Regions from separate parts of the Zea mays genome. Here region 2 is linked to region 1. The links are chromatin contacts, called in public Hi-C maps. All regions are on one chromosome and are shown on one strand. Each heading gives the region's core, a stretch centred on a gene start, on an enhancer-like site or on the middle of the called end of the contact. The rest is flanking DNA. Distances are from core to core; before and after follow the strand shown. Region 1 has its middle 34 kb from the start of LOC100277843. Region 2 holds the start of LOC100277843.

What was found. Hi-C and Micro-C count contacts between places; a contact is called where the count stands out from the background.
Region 2: a contact with region 1 is called in a Hi-C map of leaf, with 7 times the contacts expected there. The contact joins the promoter of LOC100277843 here to the enhancer-like site in region 1. A contact is called at or near these places in 11 of 25 Hi-C or Micro-C datasets (bundle sheath, ear, endosperm and 4 more).

The regions. Positions count from the first base shown.
Region 1 is chr6:160,041,358-160,046,871 of Zm-B73-REFERENCE-NAM-5.0, reverse strand. No RefSeq gene overlaps it. Among protein-coding and RNA genes, the nearest start is that of LOC100277843, 34 kb to the left of the region's middle. Within about 2 kb of position 3,096, at least 17 of the 20 cell types and tissues checked have an H3K27ac peak or open chromatin away from gene starts, as enhancers often do. A contact at or near this core is called in bundle sheath, ear, endosperm and 2 more, where this site is marked.
Region 2 is chr6:160,075,583-160,081,096 of Zm-B73-REFERENCE-NAM-5.0, reverse strand. It overlaps LOC100277843, which reads right to left and starts at 3,206. Exons shown (of 3, transcript NM_001147715.2): 1 at 1,846-3,206; 2 at 1,559-1,755; 3 at 965-1,420. The coding sequence starts at 3,113. The coding sequence ends at 1,377.

The DNA of each region.
Region 1 (5,514 bases), core at 1,847-4,346:
AGTCCGAGCCCTGGGGTCGGTCGAAGCGGAGTTCGTCGTCTTCTAGGGCTGAGCCCAAGTCCGAGCCCTGGGTCGGGCGGAGTGGAGTTCGCCGTCTTCCAGGGCTTAGCCCGAGCCCTGGGGTCGGGCGGAGCGGAGTTCGCCGTCTTCCGGGACTTAGCCCGAGTCCGAGCCCTGAGTCGGGCGGAGCGGAGTTCGCCGTCTTCCGGGACTTAGCCCGAGTCCGAGCCCTGGGTCGGGCGGAGCGGAGTTCGCCGTCTTCCAGGACTTAGCCCGAGTCCGAGCCCTGGGTCGGGCGGAGCGGAGTTCGCCGTCTTCCGGGGCTTAGCCCGAGTCCGAGCCCTGGGTCGGGCGGAGCGGAGCTTCCTATGGTGCCTTTGGCAGGGCCTGACTGCTTGTCAGTCTCACTCTGTCAAGTGGCACTGCAGTCGGAGTGGAGCAGGCGGCGTTGTCCTTCTGTCAGGCCGGTCAGTGGAGCGGCGAAGTGACGGCGGTCACTTCGGCTCTGCCGGGGGGCGCGCGTCAGGATAAAGGTGTCAGGCCACCTTTGCGTTAAATGCTCCTGCGATTTGGTCGGTCGGTGCGACGATTTAGTCAGGGTTGCTTCTTAGCGAAGGCAGGGCCTCGGGCGAGCCGGAAATATGTTCGCCGTCGGAGGGGGGCCTCGGGCGAGACGGAAATCCTCCGGGGTCGGCTGCCCTTGTCCGAGGCTAGGCTCGGGCGAGGCGTGATCAAGTCGCTCGAATGGACCGATCCCTGACTTAATCGCATCCATCAGGCCTTAGCAGCTTTATGCTGATGGGGGTTATCAGCTGAGAATTAGGAGTCTTGAGGGTACCCTAATTATGGTCCCCGACAGAGCCCGCTTTATTCTAATTAGTTACTGAACCAAACACTAATATTAACTGGCTCCATCCGCACGCTCCTGCTCGGATGGCACAAATTTATATTATCCGCATGTCTAAAATTTCTATATAATATATGGATGTAGGTGTGAGTTTATACTCATGTGTATGGATATAAATTTGATTCCCAATTTCTCATGAAAAAGTTGTATCCGTGAATATACGTAATCACAATATACTCTTTTAGGTAACAAGTGTTGGTTTTAATATTTATATCGTGGATATGATTTCGCAAACCATATACCCATGAATTTTATACTCATTGTCAATCTTAAAAGCTGGAGATGCATTCATAGGAAGATGAAAGGCAAACAATGTGGGACAACTTTTTATGTTGTGACTAGTAGATCGTGTATATGACAATACAAAATACTATTTTACACTATAGACAACATTGCTAATTTAGACTGGAGTTCAAAATAAGAGGTAAGAAAGGAGGCTAGGTAGGAGAGGTGCTAGGGTGGAGACCGTAAATGCGGTGGTTGCAAACTTGTGCACTGAACGAAGTGTAACTAGGACGGTAGGAGACAAAGTGGCAAAGTGCCAATAACAACGGTGTTCCCATGGACACATGCATCTTTAGGCTGGTTATAACATTAGCTACTGACTAATGTACGATCTTTAGTCTTAATATACAACCATTTTAGCACTATATCAACCTTTTATTTTATGGATTTTCAGTTAACATAATATGTGATTGTTTTATCAAAATAAAATACATCTTATTACATAACTAAACAAAAAATTACATAATTCATAAAAAAACAATTAGAAATTACATAACTTAAACTAAAGATAGAAAATAGATAATTCATAAATATAACTAATAAATTATTACTCATCTTCTTCATCTTCCTCTTTCACATATTTTACAGTAATTGATTAATTGCTCAAATAATTTAGTTTAAAACATCCACATGTTAGCCTTGTAGAGCTTCTTTAATATTTCTTTCTGTTTTGTATAGATGTGGACTCGTCATTAATTGTTGTTGGGTCCTTCCTTTTTGTTGAGCTTTTGCCCTGTCACAACCGGACCCATAGGGTGGTGTGTTCACACTTTCCTGTGTTGGGTAGCTATGATCATCGTCCAACTTCTGAAAAGATATTTTGCTCCTATCACCTGAGTTATCGTCACCGTGCCCTGTGTACCACTTGGGCTAATGGCGAAGTGCGCGCCACATATGTTACTGCCTGCTCGCTGCGGATTTAAACCAACTGTTTAGACTGGTGCAACTGCAATTTATAGAGACAAAATACTGTAGAAAAAGTAGAAGCCGTTTCAAAATAAGTCGCAGCGAACAGGTTTGCTATAGTTTGAACTCCGTCCTATCAGGCTTGTTGCGAAGCATCATTTGTTCCACTCGATCGGACCATGACCGTTGAAAAAGATGACCTTCTCGTTGCTCATCGAACACGGATCCTTTGGCTGCTTGGGGTACAATGGCGATGAACTTCTGTAGTGGAATTGTAGGTGGTTGCTATGTTACCCTAGAACGTCGTCGGTTCCTTCTTACTAGTATCATCAATAGAGTCTACCGAGTGTCACAAAACTCTAAGGCCCCGTTTGTTTCGTTGAAATTGAATTTCATTTTAATAATTATAATTTAGAGAAAACTAATTAAGTTCATATATTTATATATATGTAAGATATTTGTATATTATTCTAAATCATATGAGAGAGATAGTTATATACTACATTTATGTTATAACAAATCAAGTATAATAGTGTGCTATAAGTTGTACATCAGAAACATAGCATGTAAATCTATAGAACCAATTTCCATCTCTCACCCCATGAATTTGAGATAGACTTATATAATAACTTTGGAAAGTGGTGGAATGTCACATTCTAAAAAAGTTAGCCTATTTCATTAGTAAGATTCCAATTCATCAAAATGAAAGGAAACAAACGGGACCTAACAAAAATTTCATGTTAGATGTTTTGGCGTGTCAACAAGATCTCTAACAAAATAGTGAAACTGACCCTGGGATCTACTACTTTGGTAGATCCAAATTTGGTGAATCTATACCACTTAGTTAACTTTTTTGTGAAATAGAGTTATCAACTTTAATCTAAAGCCTAACGAGCTGTCCCAGGCAGGAACGCTCGCAGCCTCGTACTCTATAAAATTCAAACTCAAGCTGTCCACTGCAGAAAAGCGCACGGCATCACGGCCCAAAGTTCACCACCATTTTACTGCTTCAGAAAGTTTTGGCCTCTGCAAGCGCGACTTGAAAGCCCAGCGTCGTGATCTAACCAAGGGCCCCCACGAAATGTCCCAGCCCAACATGCCAAGCGGCAAACGGCCTCACGTCGAAAAGCACGAAAAATTCAGTAACTGCCACGCCGGATTGCACCTTCACCAATCACCACTCCATCTCATGTCCGTGCCCTTCGTGTACCTCACCTACGTCACCGTGTCCGAGACCCTGGCCGTGCGCGCGTTCCTCTACGTCGCCGTGGCGGGCCTCGAGGTAAGGGACACCGAGGGCGTTGCCCGGTCCGTGCTCCCAAGGTTCTACGCCGGCGACGTCCACCCGGAGGGCTGGCGCGTCTTCCGCTCGTTCGGGAGTGTTACACACTTAACACGGCATAAGATTAATTTGACCATATTGCCGTATTGTGTAAATGTGTAAGTGTAATACAAACAGAACTACTATCATATTACAGATATTAATTCCCATTAATTAAACCATGGCAATTAACACACATAAGATAAACAAACAACAAATCTATCCAAAAGATGTGCATCACGATAAACAGAAGATGCAATTTTACTTATTATGCTTCCCACGACTGAAGTTGAAGAACATAAAAGGACGTGCGAGACACAATTCACAAAAACCTAATTCGCCGGTATATGTGCGGGTCATCGATCCCTACAAATTTCGATCTGTTGCATGACAAACACAGGCACAACAACACAACAGTGAAGCGACGACACATATAATCTAGGATAATATGAGTCGGTTGTTTGTGGTGGACCTCCATCTGAAGGATGTCTCCCTTTATAAAGAAGTCACTGCAATCTACAAAATTCGATCGGCTAAATTCTATTAATTATCCCCCTAGAATCTCTTTACGTGCAACCACACGGTGGCAGTCTAGGTGTGGTACTCAATAACAAAAAATAAAAGGAAAAATGAAATTGTTGTTTAGAACACATCACGACGCAATCGCGCATCGTCGCAAGTCACAATTCACTCATTAATTTTAGGAAAAAAAACGAGAAACACGACCGAGCATGGTCAGTTCATAGCAGCCTCTATAGCCATTTGCTTGTCACATGTGAAGACTAGTGCACACCTCACATATAAATTGGTTATCTCCTACTTGATAAGCAATGTGGGACTAAAGCCCCTCATATCATCCTAACAAACTACCTTTGCTTCCTTATATGATTGGGTCACCCACAATTAGTTTTAAATATGCCAAATTCCAACATGTAAGAGGTGCATCATCACTTCACGGCATTTCTTGGTGTCGACGTGGTCATCGGGGCAGAAATGTTGGTAGGTGAGTCCGAGAAGGCCATGGGGTTCATCGCCGACCCTAGGGTGCTGGTCGATGAACATAAGAGACAGGCATGGCGGTGTGGGAGTTTGGATCGCAAGAGTGACTTTGATCTCATGTCCATATGTAAGGTAGAGGTTCTTCAACTATTTGTTGTTAGGCTATTTTCAACAGCTTATTATCTCTATACCTATATTCAAACCTCACTCTACGAACAGTGCAGTTTACAATGTAAAACAATGTTTTGGATGACTATATGAGTGAACTATTAGACGCGGTCTTAGTTTATAATTGAATGCATTCTACTGTCAGTTAGCTACTAACGTTGTACAAAGTTGTAAGGCTTAAGGCATGTTTGGTTCGTTACCTCAATTGCCACACTTTGGCTAACTTTTCTGCCTAAGGTTAGTTATTCAATTCGAACGACTAACCTTAGGCAAAGTGTGTCACATTTAGCCACAAACCAAACATGCCTTTAGTGCATCATGCCACGACGGAAGCAACTACGAGAGGGGATCGTTAGATTTTGAGAGTACTGTCGGTAAGTACCATTCGTGCCTCCTCGACACTTGGACTGCGTGACTTGACCACTAGCATGATAGAATATATTGAATTTTTAGTGGACCAAAATAAATTTCGCAAACTTTTAGCTAACTCCATTAAATTGATTAATTTCCATAGGTCTGCACCAGCCGACAAATATTATGAAGTTTACACCGTAAGCTTCCTTCCTCATCTCTATCTTTCACTCTCGCACCCTCACACCTCCGACACACATGCATGTCCCATTGATAGGATCTAGGTGACTATAGAGGGGTGAATAGCCTATAAAACCTTTTTCTAACAAAAACTTATGACAAGAACTAGAGATAAGATAAAAATCTTATATGTGATTACATTTTTATCCAGTTCTCGTATATTTCTTGCTTAGTAACAAAGGGCAACAATAACAATAATAAAGCTACTAGCAAAAAAATAAATTATTCTACTAACTATGAAATATAATAAGTAAAAGTAATAACAAGAGGGCTTTGAATGCAAACCACAAAGGACAAAAGGTAGAAACGATATTTATCCCGAGGCTCGGTTGCTTGC
Region 2 (5,514 bases), core at 1,957-4,456, 34 kb before region 1:
CAACCCACGCTTTCGTATCTGTCTTCGCACGCCCCATGCCGGGTTTGGACGCGCGCCCCTGGTGCATTAGAAATTAGAATCATCCGTACCATGGCATCTGACAGGATAGACTCGTCGCACTCTGTAAGACTGTAACGGGCTGTGTCGCGCGGAAGGCCATGGTGGTCGCACGCGCTCTTTTCCGTGATCCGGGTATCGGAGCAGGCCGGTGGACGAGTGCGACGGGTTAGGTGTCGTGTCAAAGCCGGGGGAGGGGAGGGGAGGGCGCTACTAGACTTCTCCAGTGTTGTGCTGTGCAGTATTATATAAAAGGCATTTCGGACGACGACTGTGGCACGAAGCGCCCGTGAGAATCTGGTAAATATCTTTTCCAGCAAAGACGATAATCTACGCAATACGTGGTCAGCGCTGCTCGGAAAAGGCCAGAGCCTAGAGCCCTAGAGGACTTCCTGTGTACGAACTGAACTACCCATTTCCTGACGATAGACTGGCTCGGACACACGGGATGGACGTGCCACAGCTCACGGGAGGTCGGGAGGACGGAGGAGGAAGTAGCCAAGTAGAGTTGTGCCGCTGCTTAGAAGGAGCTAGTTTGTATAGCGTGCCTCTTTCGGTGTTTTTACTCTGCTTCACTGCCCGGACCATGTGCCCGTGAGCACCGTTGCAAAACATGTGTGCTGCGGCTATAACGTACAGTATGTTTGGGGTCAATCATTGCGTACAGGTTTCCGTGTACCAATCTTTATGACTACTGGGAGACGCGCCTACCAGATCCTCTCTGTATCAGAGACCATCACTTATTCTTCAACAGGATATGCAACGAGCCAGTAATCGTGAATTCGTGCTCGGTGTGCAGACGACGTTCTCACTTTCCACCCGTAAATGAAACGCAGAGCAAAGATTGGATCGCCGATGACAGCGGTCACGAGGAGTATCGGGGGTACAAACACGCTAGATCCGAGGTCGGTACTTTACCGGGATACTTCTTATTCGGGTGTTATTTTTTCCACATCTAGTACATAATTACATGATGCGAGTCGCTATACACTAGAGTATTCCATAGAACATCCCATCCCTGATCCATGCCACCTCGTCGCCCTCGACGACTCTGCGCTCTACCACGTTTCTATAGCCAGCCGTCCATGCCTTCCGGCCGCCGGTTGGTCCCGACGACCGAGGCCCGTCCTTCTCCGCCGCGGTTCCCGGAGCGCGGGAAGAAACACCACCACCACCACCACCACCGTGTCCTCCTGGATCACAACTCACTCCACTGCCCACGGCACGCACGCAATCTTCTAATCAGACTAAGTAAAAAGGGGGACGATATCATGTGTCAGCTCCACTCCACCGCCCGGGCCATGGTGTGATGTCGTGGTCTAGGCGTCTCGCCGCGTGGCCTCCGCCCCCGTGCCCGTGCATGCTGCAAGAACTTTACTTCTTGAATTCTCTTATTATTATTTTTTTTCTCTCTTGGCCGGCCGGGCCCTGTTGGTCCCTCGGCGCGGCCGCTGCGGTGCCGATGGCGCGCGTCAATCGAGTGGGTAGCATGTGTCCTCACCTCCGGTGTTCCAGAGGAAGTGCGCGTAGGCCGCGGCGTGGTGGGCGTTCCCGGGATCGGCCGCGATGGCCTCCTGGTAGGTGTCCTCCGCGCCGGCGAGGTCGTTCCGCGCCTTCCATAGGAAAGTAGCGTACCGGCTCAGCGCCTCCGAGTCCGCCGGCTCAGCGCGCACTGCTCTCTCGAAGTAGTGCTCCGCCCTGCGAAGAGATGAGCGTTTATTGGTGAATAGCTGCGGCTGCGTTGGCAATTCGTCGAACAGTTTGTGGGCGTGGACGGAGGGGACCTACCGGTCGTGGTCGTTCTGCACGAGGTAGAGGAACTGCGCGAAGTTGGCGAGGATGAGCGGATTGTTGGGCTCAGCGGCGACGGCCTGCTCGTATCTCTGCTCCGTCAGCGTGTGCTCGGCGTGGTCCTCGGTCTCCAGCTCCGCCTCCACCGGCGCGACGAGGCTTCTGAGCACGTCCGGATCGCTCAGCTCCTCGGTGCGCGGGCTGGCCTTCAGGGCCTCCGCGAGCATCATTTCCCAAATGGCCTGCTCGTCCGCGTCCGCAGCGTCTTGGGCGACCTCAGCCACAGGGGGTGCCGACGGCTGCTGCGGCGACACACGGCTTAGCCGATATAAGGACTCGTCCGACCGGCCGTCGCCGGTGGCACCCGCGACAGGCGGGGTCTTGCCGCCACCGCCGATGTCCCCCCCGACCGAGGCCATCCGGTCGACGGAGAACGTCTTCACCGAAGCCGCGTCGAACCGCGGACGTGACGGCTCGGGGCGCTGGGCGTTGACAAGGGCGACAGCAGGCGCAGTAGGCGGGATGGTGGCGGCCGCAGCGGCGACGCTGCGGCCCATCGATTGGACGGTGAAGTTGGCGAGGAGGAGCATGAGGGAGACCATGAACGCCGGCGTGCCCGCGAAGATATGCTGGAAGAGCCAGACGAAGGAGTCGTGCATCTCGCCCTGCACACGCGCCAGGACGCCCTGCAGGTCGTCGCAGAGCAGCGCGTCGCGCATCTGCTGCAGCGCGAAGCTCTGCAGCTCCCGCACGATGAGCACCATGGAGGAGAAGGCGCGGCCCACCGACTCCCCGGCGGAGCCCAGCAGCCCATCGTCCCAGCGTGAAGGACGCGCTACAGCATGCAGCTGCGCCTGCTGTTGCTGCTTTTTCCGCTTCAGCATCCGCAGCGACAGCGGCAGCCCGACGTTGCTCGCGCTCAGCTCCACGCTCGCGGGCCAGCCGCAACCCGCCGGGCCGGCCGGCTGCACCCCAGCCGCCGCAGCGAGCTCCTCGATCCTCTTCATGAACTCCGCGTCCCCGCCACCCATCCCATCCAAACTCGCGCTCAGCGCGCACCTCGCTGGCGTCCGAGCCGGGCGCGGGCGCCGCACCATCACGCCGGTTCCCCAGTTTACGGGTGCCCGGGATCTCGCGAGCCCGGCGCATCCGCCGCCGCCTCCGAGGAAGGCGGGCAACGGCCGCGAGGAGGTCGAGGGCGACGATAAGGCGGAGGAGGAGCGCGCGCACGGCGGCGGTGCCACGGCAGCCACCTGGAAGCCCATGACCTTGTTCCGCTGCGATATCGGACGAGGACGAGGACTCACCGCCTCAAGCGCCCCGGCTGACCTTTGGTTGGGCCACCGCCGCACGAGGTGTGGGAATAGCAGCGAGGAAAGAAGGGAAAGCGTTGGGGCGCTTTTAATTAAGGAACCGGATGGGCGTCCTGTCTCCCCACGCTGCTCGTGAACCGCCCTACTTGTGTTTGGGTGTGGTGTGGTGACTGGTGGGCCGGGTAACAGAGAGCTTGATGATTGTTTTTTCAAAACTGTTTAGGTTTTAATAGAGATACAATGTTTACCTTTAATAAAAAATGTAATCTTGAGTTGTAGAGTAAAATAAAATAGAGATACAATATTAACCGTTAATAAAAAACCGTATTCCAGAGTTTTATATGTATTTTATTTTACGGTATATAGAGAGTCGTTAATCATATAGGAGAATTTTATCCTTTAATAGACTTAAGGGGTGTTTGGTTTCTAGGGACTAATGTTTAGTCCCTAGATTTTATTCCATTTTAGTTCCAAAATTACAAAATATAGAAACTAAAACTTTATTTTAGTTTCTATATTTAGCGATTTATACACTAAAAAGGAATAAAATGAAGGGACTAAACATTAGTCCCTAGAAACCAAACACCCCCTTAACTTTTCTCCGATTTCAAAATTGTTGCTATATTATTTAAAACTTTCATATAACATCCTGTTAAATACAAATAATTGTTTTATGAAACTTCAACCATAAGCGGTTTCAATGTTAACAGTGTGTGAGAAGTCTGCTAAGATCGTAGTCATGTTGTAAAGCAACCTGAAAACTTTTATGCAATTACAAATTTAGGATTATTAAGATTTATTTTTTCCCAATATTTTTGTTTGTGGTACAACATAGTCTGTTGGAGTATAAAAAAATGGTATGGCCATAAAAACTGCTCTTTTGTATTTTTCATTTGAATATTGTATGAAATAAGATGTAATCGATATTCACTCTGGTATTACTATTTTACTTAGTTGGTGTCGTTGTTAATGGCTATGCCAAAAACATCCTAAGTTTAAGAAATAAAGAATTACATCGTTCGAACCAGATACAAACTGTCAATAACTGTAAAATCATGAGACCGTATCCTTGCCAACTATATTTTCTAAAGAAGACTAGGGGTTCCAATTTCCCAAAGAAAAAGGCTAGAGAATCCAAAGGCAGAAAAATCACCAATAACCGTGCGATTGGCAGCTAAACTAAACACACCGTGGGACGAGCTCGTGCTGTCGTGCATCGCACGCCCCACTAGAGCACCACGGCAACCTGGGCCCCTCGCCCAAAAGCAGCAAAGCTGGTGACACTGACGCGACGCAGGCGATGAGAAAATATCGCGGAGGGCTGCGCGAGGTGCAATGGCAGTGGCACCAGAATCCAACCTGGGTTTTGTCGGGGCTCCAGCGCTTTCCTGGGGTATCGGACGGACGGTGGGAGACGGTACGATGGAGTTCGGATGGCCGGATGGGACCTCCGGACCTGGACGTTGGCACGTTGTCCCGCGCCCGTCCACGCGCCGCACATGTGGGAATTTGCGCGTGATCCCGGACCCGGAGGGTGAAGGGGGCTGGTGAACTGCTGGCTGCTGCTAGTAGGGCTGGGCATTTTGAACCCGTTAACCGAACCCGAACCGAACCCGAACCCGAATAGACCGAAATGGTCGGTTTTCGGTTTTTCGGTTTCGGGTTCGGTCCACAAAATCCTATCTATTCGGTTATCGGGTTAGGGTTCGGTTTGTATCCTGCCTAACCCGAATAGACCCAAAAAACCGAAATACAGCGAAACCACGCCAGGCGCGCAAGCCAAATGGCCGATAGCCGCGGCCCACGACCCAGTGTCCCTGTCCCTCAGGCCCTCACGATGAGCTAACCACAAGTCCACAACCCTAGTCGAAGTCAGCCGCCCGCCGCCCCCAAGCCGCAGCCCGCCGCCCCAAGCCGCAGGAACGCCACCACCCACCGCCGACTGCAGCTTCCGGCTCCGGCGTGCGCTCAGCTCAACTGCTCCAAGCCTCCAGCTCTCGCTTGCCGCCCAGCTACCACCCGTCAGGCCCCATCCCCTCAACTGCTCCAAGCCTCCAGCTTCCTGGTGTTGTGCTACAAGGTGATGTCGATGGATGGTGCAGTTTGCTTGCTGTGTGCCTCTGTGCAGTGCTCTTAGACTAGTGTTGTGTCTGTTCACAAGTTGCAGTTTGTAGTTTACTCCAAGCGACCAAGTTGTGTAACTGAATGAGGTTGGCAAGGTGCCTAGTCGGCCAGCCCTACCTGTTTGCTGTTTGGCGGTGGCTTGGCCATGGCCTGTTGTTGTCTACTTCTCTATAATTCTATTGCAGACTTGCAGTTTGTTTGTTCCAATTTGCAGACTTGTCACAAATTT